Regions from separate parts of the Mus musculus genome. Here all the other regions are linked to region 2. Evidence: chromatin contacts called from public HiChIP or PLAC-seq and capture Hi-C data. All regions are on one chromosome and are shown on one strand. Each heading gives the region's core, a stretch centred on a gene start, on an enhancer-like site or on the middle of the called end of the contact. The rest is flanking DNA. Distances are from core to core; before and after follow the strand shown. Region 1 holds the start of Tmem207 (transmembrane protein 207). Region 2 holds the start of Bcl6 (B cell leukemia/lymphoma 6). Region 3 holds the start of Il1rap (interleukin 1 receptor accessory protein).

Region 1 (3,815 bases), core at 273-2,772, 2.5 Mb before region 2:
TGACGGAAGTCAGGCTTCTGACCGACTAATAAATAAGTTCACCAGTGAAAAGCCTATTTTTCATTCTGTTTAATTACAGGCTTCAAAGACACTCAAAATGGAGGCTGTCTGAGGCACAAATAATACTGTAGGCTTGGTTTACTTTTCTCCTGTTGGTGTTGGCACTGAGCCCTTCCTCTGCTTTGAAATTCATGGCTGTGTCTGTGTCTGCATACTAAACAGACCATGGCTGTCACTGAGTCTGCTTCGCCTGTCCAGACACAGTGCAAATAATCCAGAAGCTTTAAATCCAAGTTCAGAGCTGGAGCTTTGTTTCCGGAGTAATCTATGGATGTAATCATAAATGGGTTCCTATATAATAATTAAAATCGAATTTAGTAAACTATTGTGGGATTTAGGTTGCACCATGATCTGAATTCTAGATATTTGATTTCAGATTTGTCCCTTTAAATGTGAACGCATTTGAGTGACATATAGACAAAATGTACGTGTAGCGACCAGACAAGAAACTGATAGTGAAACTTTCCCCTTCCACACTTCTTTTCTTAGTCTCCAGTTCTCTTTTACAAATACTTTTGACAATCTATGTCACATTCTGTACACATAAAAGCATATGCAGCATATTTTACACAAGAAAAAAACTCCACTAACTCTGCCTTCCTTTATATATACATATATATATAATAGTAACAAGCTATATAGGCTGACTTCTATCATTTGTTACTTGTATTTAAAAATAGCACTAAGAGCATTTTCTGCATCACTCTCTGTGTCTGACCTCATATTTAGAAATTCATGGAAATAATCATAATAGCCTCCTCCTATTCCGCTGCATGCATGTAGCCATTTGGTATTTGATCATGTTGATGGACATTCAGTGTTTCAGTGAGCAGCACTTCAAATTATTATAGGCACCATTTACAGATTTAAGCAATATATAAAGATGTAGATACATTCTAGAAAAGTAAAGCTGTGGCCGAAGGGTGCTTTGTAATTTAGCTGATATTTTCCAGTAATTAACTTCTAGTATTTTTAGTTATCTATGAAAGGACATATTTACATATCTACCCGTTCCCACTCTATTTTTAAATTTTAAATTTGCTAATCTGATCACTGGAGACTCAACGCTGAGGACAACCTCCTACTCAAAATGATATGTAGGAAAAGAAGAGCAAAGATGGTCTACAAAGCATAGAAGATTGAATTAATGTATACAGTACAAGGTGTTATATAAACAATAAATAAATAAAAAGAAGAAAGAAAGAAAACCCTCACATGTTCCCTGGAATTAAATATGCACTTGAATACTGAAAGTTGTTCAAACAACCAGCTGGCTTTGCAGGTCAGCATTTAAAAGCCTTAACAAACAGTCCCTGGGTTCTGACCTTAAACTCCTTGAGCTCCTAGTACCTGTGAGCATGCAGCTAACATTCTGTCCCTGGATGCCCTTTCGTGGTCACATACTCCATCATTAATGCACACTGCAGCAGGACACATAGCATAGAGCAGCTAATATATTCTGAGAGAGTTAATTAGAGTGAGTAAGCCACAGTATCTGGGTACATCTTTCTTTTTAGCATGTCAACATCAAGTCCTTTCCGTGTCGCTTCCAAAATCGTAACTGCGGGATGCCTGTGTTTGCCACTATTCCAGGTAATCATTGATGCTTTTAGTAGCTTTTGGAGGTCTCTTTGGGGTTGATATACTGAGAATTTGTCCTTTGTGTGATTTAACTACTGCGTGTAAAGGATTCTCTTCAAGATTCTACCAGCACCCCATGATTTATATTAGTTATTTTCCAAAAATGAAAACTAGAACATCCATGGCCTCAAGTCTCATTTCTTTGTTCCTAGCTGCAATGCTGTTGAAATCCGTGATGTAAATGTACACTTTATTTTGTAATACTTTGCGATGTTTTCAAACACAGAAATACTATTGACACAAAAAATACTATGGCTCTTCTAATTTAGAAAATGTTTACCAATCTCTGCAGCTCCCTGGATTCTTGACAGTTTTTCAGTGATGACTGCTGCAGACAGAGCCATATTTAGGTTTATGTGGCTAGTCTGTGGTGGCATCTTTTTGTAACCAATAATGGCATCCTTGTATGTCTCTTACTTGAAGGCAAGGTGTCTGAAAGATCGAAGGTTGCAGCGTATTAAGACCTCCTTTCTTTATGTCATAACAGCCTGGGAGATTGGCAGCTAATGCATTGGCCCTTTGGTGGTGATAATGAGATACCACACGCTCCTTGCTAGGGTACAACAGACAGAGAAGACTGGGATGTGACTTGAAAGGGAAAGGTTGGCTTAATTTGTTTTATCTGTTAAGCTAGATCCCAAATGGTTTACATCTCGTCATAAACAAAGTTTCTTTATAGACAGAATTTGAATGCTCATTTCCTCCCGGTTAGTATGCAAATCTCTTTGCAGCATTTTAGCAAAAGAGAATACAACTCATTTTCTGTGCTTATAAATTGTTCATTACCATGCTCTCTGATGGCCAATCCATTGCTCCATATGGCATAAATACTAGGTGCTAAAAAAAAAAAAAAAAAAAAAGAAAGGCACATTTGAGATCAAGGGGAATGCACATATTAAATACAAAAACCCCAAACCTATCACTTGAAATTTGTAACAATTTATTTGTACTTATATTTACATGTGATAGTCTGGAAAAATAAATGCTTCAAGTGACCTTTCCAAGCCTCAGTGTTACATTAAGTGATGTTTGAATGTCTCATTGTACAAGAGAGTGTCAATTCATAGAGTCAAAGTAGCATACAAAAAGAGTATCTAAAAAGAAACACCTCTTTTCTTGTGATTATGGGTGTGAAATACTGTAGCCTCTAAAGTTCATCACCTAGAACTAAGAAAACTTTGTTAGATTGCTGAGGATTTTGGACCTCTCAAAGGTTATTTCTTTTCTTCTTTGATAGATGGAAGGTTTTATTTTATTTTTCCCCCCAAACAGGAATATCATGTGACCATAAATTTACGTCAGTAATTAAAAGCACTTACTTTACATGTATATTTAAATACTGTTAAAAGTTATTGATTGAGTTCTGTTTCCATTGACTGGGAATGTTATTCTTTAACATGAAAATAATAATAAATAATGACCCTCTTGCTTCTCACTTAAATGAGAAAACAGAAACTCAAGGGTCCCAATGGCTGTCTAGATCACGCAAAGTCTGTGGAGAAAACAATATACTGTTCAGATCCTGTAGTATAAAGAGGAATTTCAGTAGATTTCCTACTCCTGCTGAATTTAAGAATCTACCCAGAGACAATTTTTTTTCAATTAAAATTCTGTGTACCAACAAAAAACAATGCTGCGAAGCTTAGAGAGAGAGAGAGAAGAGGAGAAGAAAAGATGTAAAATCACACTATCTCTAGGCACTATTTTCATTAAAGGATTAGACCAATACAGTGCTTGAAGTTTATTGTTCTAAATATGTGTTTCAGCGAGTGCTCTCGGATCTATCCTGTGAAGAAAATGAAATGTAAGTAACAAAATATTGTATTTATTTAGCATTTGAAAAATTCATAGACTCAGCAGACTCAAGTCATTTTAAAGCACTAAAGATAGTCATGTTTAAACAAAATCATGATTTCTAAAAACAAAACAAACAACAACAAAAACAATAACAACCAACCAGGAAAGGTAATTGTCACTGTCATCACTTTATTGAATAATGCAGGAGTTCATGGATCTCAAGTCTTTTGTTTCTCTTGGGTTCTTCTCCTATGAGGTTTCCATAGTTGTTTAGGCACAAGAGAACTGTAAAGTTCTCTTCTTTTGCCCCCACACTG
Region 2 (4,323 bases), core at 1,821-4,320:
AGGATGATTTAAAGGACTCTGAATATATTCCGGTCATTTCTTTATCCCAATAATAATAGCACTGTAGAATTCAAGGGCCTTACATAGCTAGAAGTGATGAGGTAAGACCCATAAAGAGAGAAGAAAGGACATGCAGGAAGAGATTGCATTGGTATAAAACTCTATTAAGTCACTTTCTCTGGAACCGAAGAAACTGAAAGGTGAGCGCATAATTTTCTTCAACATCCATTCAGTTGAGAGAAAAGAGGCTCATCTAAAAGCAGGTGCCTCCTTCCGTTTTGGTTATTTTCTTCCAACATACACACTTTGACTTGGGGGGTGGGGTGGGAAGAGAGAGAGAGAAGGGGGAAAAAATCAAAACACAACAACAAAAATCCCACCACAGTAACACAAACTCTGGCACATGGTCCCAGGAAGGATAAGAGGTCCTAGTGCTGGGTTAATAAAGCAGGGCTGGTGAGCTGTTGCTCTGAGAAACTTTTCAGAGAATCAAAGGGTTTGAGGTATGAGAAGGGTAAATTCCTTCCCAGCCCCCACTCTGGCTGGCTCTACCGCCCGAGGGAGCACATTTCCCTTTGCTCTGCAGCGCCCCCATGGGGATAAAAGTGGAATAGCAAAGGGAACACAAGACCGACAGTCTCTCTCTGTCTCTCTCTCCCTCTCTCTCTAACTCTGTGTGTGTTTGTGTGTGTGTGTGTTTTGAAGACTTGGTGGTGGGAGTCAAGGGATAAGACACAAGGTCACTCTGAGAAGAAAAATAACCAAAATCACCATAAAAGTAATTCTATTTATGAAGACAACAATACAACAAAACCATACACCTGCGTTCCAAAGCTAAATTGCATCTAAGAAATTTGAAGTACTTAATGCTCAGAAAAGGTAGTAATCAGACAGCTAGCTACACAAAGAAATTCACTTCAGCAAAATTAGGGTGTCATTTTGGTCCAGTGGGATTAACTTAATACTCTAAAATGAGAGGGAAGGGGACTCTAAGACACAAAAACCCAAAGCAGCCACCCTGCTTCCGGGCAGTGTGGATCAATTTGACAAAGTCACCGTGTCTTTGGAAGTAAAATGTTCATTTTCCCAACAGTGATAGGATTAGGCCTATGTGTATTCCTCAAAAATCCTTCACAAGACAGGCTTTTCCACCGAGACTGCAGTAATCCATCTGCCAATACGTATTAAAGCATTCAGATTTCTCAGGGACAGACAACGGATTTTCTAAGTTCCAACCCTCACAGAAAACAACCAGCTCCTTCCTCGACTCCCCCAGTTCTAAAACCTGTGACATCATCTTTTGAAGTGGTGGTACTCCAACAACAGCACAGCAAAAACTTCTCATAGGACCAGTCCTCTGTACCCCACAAGCCAGCAGTCTTCCAGAACTCTGCTTGCATCTCTATTTTTAAGCCCACGTTTAGGGTTGTGGTCCACAAGTATTCATTAGAAATTAATATGTGGAGATATTTTGCGAATGCTTGAAAACCCCTCTGTGATTTAACGAGCCACTTGAAGGACTTTCACAGCTAAAGCCCAGAACAGCCTGACCTTTGAAAGAGTCTTTTGCTCCAAACACTTTGAGTTCATTCTAGTTCTTAAGGAATCTGAATATTATTTAGCTCACACCCTTCTTGCAAGAGACAGACATAAAAGAAACAAGAGTCTCACTCATCCAGGGATGAGTAGGAGGGCAAAAACCCCGACCAACATTTAAATAAGGAAACTGCAGCTATGAACACATAACCCAGGGCCCACCGTGAAAGGAGTCTGCCCTGTATTCACCTTTTAAAATAAAGGAAGAAAGAAGGGAAAGAAAGATTCCGCTCCTCTCCTCCCCTCAGCTCTGCTCCAAAGCCTAGAGGACCCGGCTGCGAGCAGTGCGCCTAGTGTAGCACAGCCTGTACTCAATACGCGCAGTATCTGTGATCCTGGCAGCCAGGCCTTTAGAATTCCCTCAGGCTGATCCCTTCAACACATACTGAAGAGATTTTTTTTCCTTTCTCCCGACGACCTTGAAACGAACCCAGTGGGGGTTTAAAAAAAAGGGTGGGGGGAATGTTCAAGACCTTAAGAAAATAGCAAAATACAAACATGTATTTGGCTTCACAGAATGTTGTAACAGGCAAACATTACACGTACCCACACACACATTTCTAGCATCAAGAAATTTCCTGAGAGTCAACAGTAACAGAGTAAACCCACCACTCGCTGTCCTGGAAAGAAACAAACCAAACCAATCCAAATCCTTTTACATCTCTTTCAAGTGCAGGAAAGCTTCAGCAAAAGTCCAAGAGGAAAAGGAAATTGTACCAAGGGCGGCTGGGGGGCGGGCGGGGGGGGCGGGCGGGGAGCGGTGGTGGTGTTGGAGGTTGGGGCTGTCATATGTGGCCAAAAATGTAAGCTTCTGTCAATGGTATTAGGTTGAAATATTGCACCTTTAGAGAGAGAGAGAGATAGAGAGAGAGAGAGAGAGAAAGCGAGAACGCAGGGAGACAATAAAACCAACGAATGACAGTCCCGACGATTTACATAACACCACAAACTTGCAAAAGGCAAAAATCAGAAGCGGAAAAAAAACCCCACCTAAATCATTAAAATACAACAGGAGCATCCCAAGCCACCATCCCCAAAGGACCCCCCCCCCGCCCCAACATAATTGTCCCAAATAAAAAGAAAACAAATGAACCCACCGAAAACTGCTTGGCAAATATTTTTCTCGTGGTGCCTAATACTCTAGCTGGAAGGAGCTGTGGTATTTATTGTTTTCTCCCTCCCTCGTCTCTCTAAACCTGCCTCTAACACACTTGTTCTAACGGCTCAACTCTCTCGCTCCCTTTTGTGTATTTAGCTCGAGGAGCCGAGTTTATGGGTAGGAGAGGAAGAATTAGCCCCAGACCCCGGGAAAGCAAAGCGCACTCTCCCTCTTATGTCACCGAATAGCAAATTAGTTCTCAGAATTCCAGAGGCCGAGCTTTGCTACAGCGAAGACGCCGACGTCACGGAGCCCACGTGACGGCGGCGGAGCGGGCGGTTCCATCGGTGGCCCGGGGCAGGGAGGGTCGCCTTGTAGCCGCGCGCGCCCGCCTCGGGACCCCCGGTGTTCCGGGCGGCGGTGCTGCGGGAACCACGATCCGCACTATAGGGCGGCGAGCGGCGCGGCCCCGAGGCATTCTGCCGGCCGGGAGGGCGCTGCGGAGCGCGCCGCTGCCACCGAGTCCTCCCCTGCTGCGGAGCAATGGTAAAGCCCGCAGCTCAAATTCCGAGAATTGAGCTCTGTTGATTCTTAGAACTGGGGTTCTTAGAAGTGGTGATGCAAGAAGTTTCTAGGAAAGGCCGGACACCAGGTGATTATTGCTGTTGCTGCCGCCGCCGCTGCCGCTGCCGCCGCCGCCGCTGTTGCCGCTGGTGCCGCTGCCGCCGCCGCTGCTCATGATCATTATTTTACCTTTTAATTCTTTTTTTTTCCGCTTTTGCCAAATGCTTTGGCTCCAAGTTTCCTATGTGTATCTATTGATATAAATGTATCTATTTATTGATTCTAGCTGTCAGGTGTTAAAATAAATGCCGAAGATCAGCCCCACGTCTCTCCCACTGTAGGATCTAGCTTTTCGCATACGTATTCTTCTTCTTCTTCTTCTTCTTCTTCTTCTTCTTCTTTTTTTTTTTTTTTTTTTTTTTTTTTTGCTGTCTTGGAGCGCCTCGGCCGCCTCGGGGAGGCTGTGCCGCCCTGCCCGGTGTTGTTTCGGTGTTTGGAGACGCAGGGGCGCGGGGCGGCGGGCGCTGGGTTGCGCGGCCTGGGAGGGCGGACCGCGGCGGCCCCGCCGGCTTCGCGCGGCTTGGCTTGCTTTCTCTGCTCGCTTGCAAACTGCCTTCCCCGCCGCTGCCTCCCTCCCCGCTCAGTTCTCCCGGTGCCCGCGTTGGCGGCCGTCCACCGGCCCCGGCCCCGGCCCCGGCCCCGCACAGTCCCTGCCTTGCACCCGAGCCGGGAGTCAGCGGGGGGAATGCAAGCCAACTCCTCGGCTGGTTGTTTTATTTTCCCTTTTCTTTTTGGTCATAAAGCCAGATGAAGTATCGTGTCTGCAGTTTCCTTTGAGAGCCGTGATCTTCCCAAGGAGAGACAGTGTTTTGGGAAGGCTTCGCTTGCACGGGGGGCGGGGACGTTGAATACTTTGAAAATTACTCTTTCTTGGTTGGAGTCGAGGCAGTCGGGAACCCGGGTGCGCTCGGTCTGCCCAGCCCGAGGAAGGAGGCTTGAAGGCGGGACAGGGATTTTGGGGGAGGGTGGGAGAGGGGTGCGCGGTTTTTTTGTTTTTTGTTTTT
Region 3 (3,735 bases), core at 607-3,106, 2.6 Mb before region 2:
TATTAGCTACAGAATATGAAGTAGAGATGGACCAAAGAACAGGACTAGAAGGCTTGGGGCAATGGAAGGCATTGCTATAACTTCAAGCTTCTTCTCCTTGTCTTTTTCATCCTTTATCAAACATTAAAAACCTTCTTTGCCAATGCAGGATGCCTCCTATCAAGGCAGTTCCCAGGCTGGAGGCTTGACCTCAAAAGGAGGAGGAAATTCGCATTGCTCAAACATCAAATGATCAAGCGAGTCTACCTGTGGACCATGTTTAGAAAGCACTGTAAAGAACTGCTCGGGCCTGCCAGGTAAGGATGACTGCCCCCAAACCTGAACACCAGAAGAGTTCCACCCACATGGTGGAGAGATAGGATTCCTGAGAAATTTTCTTTGACCTCCACACACATGTGCATCATGTGCATGCACACACACACACACACAGTCCTTTGACCTCCCCACACACGTACACACATGTACCCACCTACACACAAAATTGAATGCAAAAAATATTTTTAAATGCTCAAACTCTAAAGGCTAAATATCATTCTACTTTTAGATTTAAAAAAAAAAGTCACACCAAGGTAGTAGAAAATAACCCTTCTCAAACCCAGTGAAGCCAATATTAGTACAGAGCAATATTTGCCAAAGTCGCCAGGCCAGGCACCACTCTGAACATGTCACTTGAACTGTTCTATTTCATCCTCCTAACTACCCCTAGGATTCACAGGGGGCATTCTAGTGTCCATTTTGCTACTTGAAATAGTCTCAGAAAGGTGAGCTAAACTGCCCAAATTTACACAGCCAACACAAGGCAAAGGCACAGACAGAAGATAACCTTTTCAGCTTATTGGTAACCATAGCTTATTGCATGGAAAAGCATCTAATGTTTTCCGTAGCGCCTTGGTTCACAATTTCACAATCAGTGGGTTTGCGGAGGGAAGGGAGCAACTGTCTCCTAATGGAAACAGCAGAAGTTCGCTTTCGTGTTTTTGATTTTCTCTTTAACTAGGCTTCCCTATTCCCAATTAGGACTTAGAGGTAGAAGGAGGCTTCAGGCACCAGCTGTTCTAAAGGACAGGCATCCCATGTCCTGCCCACCACCCCCACCCCTCAAGGAAAACAGTTCCTGCTATCTCCAAGGCTGGGAGAGTGGTGGCCAGCACCTGTAGTCTCTTCCTTCTTCCTGAACTCACTGCCTGAAAGAGACCCTAGGCAGGAACGTCCCTCAGAAGAAAAAAAAAAAAAAAAAAAAAAAAAAAAGCAGGTCAGGAAAGGAGCTAGCAAGGCTGCTTGCTGGCAGCCTCTCCCCAGGGCTGTCATAGCTGGGACTGCGAGCTACGATGTGATGGAGTGGGTGTGCTGGGACACAGCCTCCTGCTCGCCTCAAGCTTACAGCGGCACTCCTGAGAACCCTAGGCACAAGGACCCTGAAATAGATCCCTCAAAAGCCTGAGAACCCGCACAGCCCCGGGCGAAATAGGCCTCCAATTTGCTAAGTTCGAACCCCGACCGCCCTACTAGTTAGTAGTGTGATTTGTTTAGCCTGGCCACAGTCTCGCTCCGTGTCTCAGTTTTGCTGTCTGTAAACCAGAAGGGTTGTGGAAGACGATCTACAAGAATTCCTACTACCCGGAGTTACTGCGGCTGGCCATTTCAACCCAGCCCTCCCTGCAGAGCAAGACTCACCTTATCGGGCCAGCCCAGCAGGCTCGGCGACAGCGACCAGATGGATGCAGGGTGGCCGACCACTGCCTCTTTCAGCGCCCTGGTCCAAGCCGAACCTAGGAAAGCCAGATGCTGGCAGCCTTCCCCGACTAGCCTCTTACTTTCCGCCGCACTTTCTTTTTCCCCCTCCGGAGCTCCTCCCCCGCCACCGCGCGATTGGCCCTGGGATCCAGTCACAGACTCCACCCACGCGGTGAATCGCGCTCCGCCCGCGATCCGGGCTTCCCAAGGCTAGGGTTGGGGCCGCACGCGGGGCAGTCCCGCCCGCCGCGAGGAGGAGCCGCGTGGGGTCCGCCCGCTGGCGGATGCCAGGCTGCGCTGGGTGCCACCGCGTGGGCCACTGGGGCTGGGGCGGAACGTGCAAGGAAGGGCTAGCCCTGCAGCCGGTTGGTCTCAAGACCAAAATACTCAGAGCAGGTCCAGAGCCTCTGCACACCTAAGCGCACCGTTGTGCTCCACTGAAGATCGCGGTCCTGCAACCCAAGTGGGTCCTAGCCTACGGTTCCTTTGGTCTGTGTATTCACCTGTCACATACTAATGGCCATGAGTCGATTAAGGCTGCACCCCAGAGAACCCACCATGTGTCGAGTTCCTAGAGCAACAGGAACCAGCGGCAGCACAGCCTTCTCCTTAGTCAGGAGCCCTATCTTGCTCTGCTAGAAGTAGGGGACACAGGAAAGAGAGCACCCATCATGACAGTAGGACATTATCAGTATCGTCCACTATCATAATCAGCCACTAGTATAATGAGAGGCAAAAAAGCTAGCATTCAAGACGAATAAGCTGACAAAGAAGAATGCATTGGTGATTGAATGGAATAATCGATTACAGAAGAAAATAATTTTCTATTCCGTCATTCTCCTATCACCGGGTCCTTAGAAAAGCTTTAGCTGCCATCTCTACTATACACTGCAGTTATGTAATCATCTGAGGATCTGTATAATGGTCTTCCTTACATCAGTTTCCTTGTTCAAAAGCCTCCTCGAGAACAAGGCCCTTCAAACACGGTCCTCATTTCAGAGTATCCCCAACAAAGGCAATCTGCCAACCATACTTGTCTCTTCTCACAGGCCTTGCTCCTTGCCACCTCCTTGTCTGCCCCACCCTCAAACTACTTAACTGTGTCTTATTAATTTGTTTATTTGAGAAATTGAGTCCCAGATGAAGCAATTAAGCAATGAGGAAAGGGGTGTAAAAGGAAAGGGTGTGTGTGCTTGGGAACAAAATAAGAGCCAAGAAAGGTCAGCCTTCCTAAAGATGCTGGCTGTTCAAACCTTGCACACTTCCGTGACACTGCTGTAACCAAAACACCTGAAAGGACAACTTAAGTGATGGAAGCAACTACTTTGACTCTTCTGCTCCAGTACCTTTGTGTTGCATTGTGGGAAGAGGAGAGGCTGATCACTTTCTGCACCAGCAAAAGCACAGGGAAGGAAGAAGGCAAGGGACCAGATAGAACTGTCACATCCGTGCTGCACCAACCTCCTTCCTCCAAACTAGAGCTCGAACCTAAATTTCCAGACTCTCCCGAAACAGACCAGTTATTCAACACACAAACCTATGGGGGAAGAGTTCATATTCACACTGCAATACCTTCCTAAAAGAACTAACTGAGATGCTTCTGTGTCTCCTGACCTCAAGACAATTGAGCCGTTACATTATTATTTTATGTATGGATATCTGACACATACTCCATGCCCATAAGATTGTCACTGATGCAAAGAAGAAATGATCTAGGACATTTTTTAAGTTACTGGTGATAAGCACAAATAAAATTCTTTGATTTCTTCCTCATTCATTAAACATATTCCAGGCATCAACTTTTCCTTTTAATGTAGTACACTTATTAAGCACTACACTAATGATTTTGTAGGTTATCTACAAAATAGAAGGCATAAATCAATCACAATGGCCTCAGATATATTAATTCACTCAACTCTCACAGCAACAGATAGGGTGCCATGCAAAAGATGTAAAGAAAGTTTAAATAATTTTCTCAATGCTTTCAATCTAAAAGTAGAA

Evidence for each region. HiChIP or PLAC-seq counts read pairs in DNA pulled down with a chosen protein or histone mark. Capture Hi-C pulls out chosen DNA fragments and counts their contacts.
Region 1: a contact with region 2 is called in an H3K4me3 HiChIP or PLAC-seq map of embryonic forebrain, with 12 times the contacts expected there. The contact joins the promoter of Tmem207 here to the promoter of Bcl6 in region 2. A contact is called at or near these places in 2 of 115 datasets of contacts at active chromatin or transcription factors (astrocytes and embryonic forebrain).
Region 3: a contact with region 2 is called in a capture Hi-C map of embryonic stem cells, with 7 times the contacts expected there. The contact joins the promoter of Il1rap here to the promoter of Bcl6 in region 2. A contact is called at or near these places in 2 of 39 promoter capture datasets (the 3T3-L1 cell line and embryonic stem cells) and 1 of 9 other capture datasets (embryonic stem cells).

What each region holds. Positions count from the first base shown.
Region 1 is chr16:26,524,478-26,528,292 of GRCm38.p6, reverse strand. Tmem207 (transmembrane protein 207) reads left to right here and starts at 1,522. Exons shown (of 5, transcript NM_001101640.1): 1 at 1,522-1,653; 2 at 3,468-3,505. The coding sequence starts at 1,579.
Region 2 is chr16:23,987,599-23,991,921 of GRCm38.p6, reverse strand. Bcl6 (B cell leukemia/lymphoma 6) reads left to right here and starts at 3,070. Exons shown (of 10, transcript NM_009744.4): 1 at 3,070-3,347. Gm31527 (a long non-coding RNA gene) reads right to left here and starts at 3,655. Exons shown (of 2, transcript XR_384770.3): 1 at 2,694-3,655.
Region 3 is chr16:26,579,826-26,583,560 of GRCm38.p6, reverse strand. It overlaps Il1rap (interleukin 1 receptor accessory protein), which reads right to left and starts at 1,856. Exons shown (of 11, transcript NM_001159318.1): 1 at 1,675-1,856.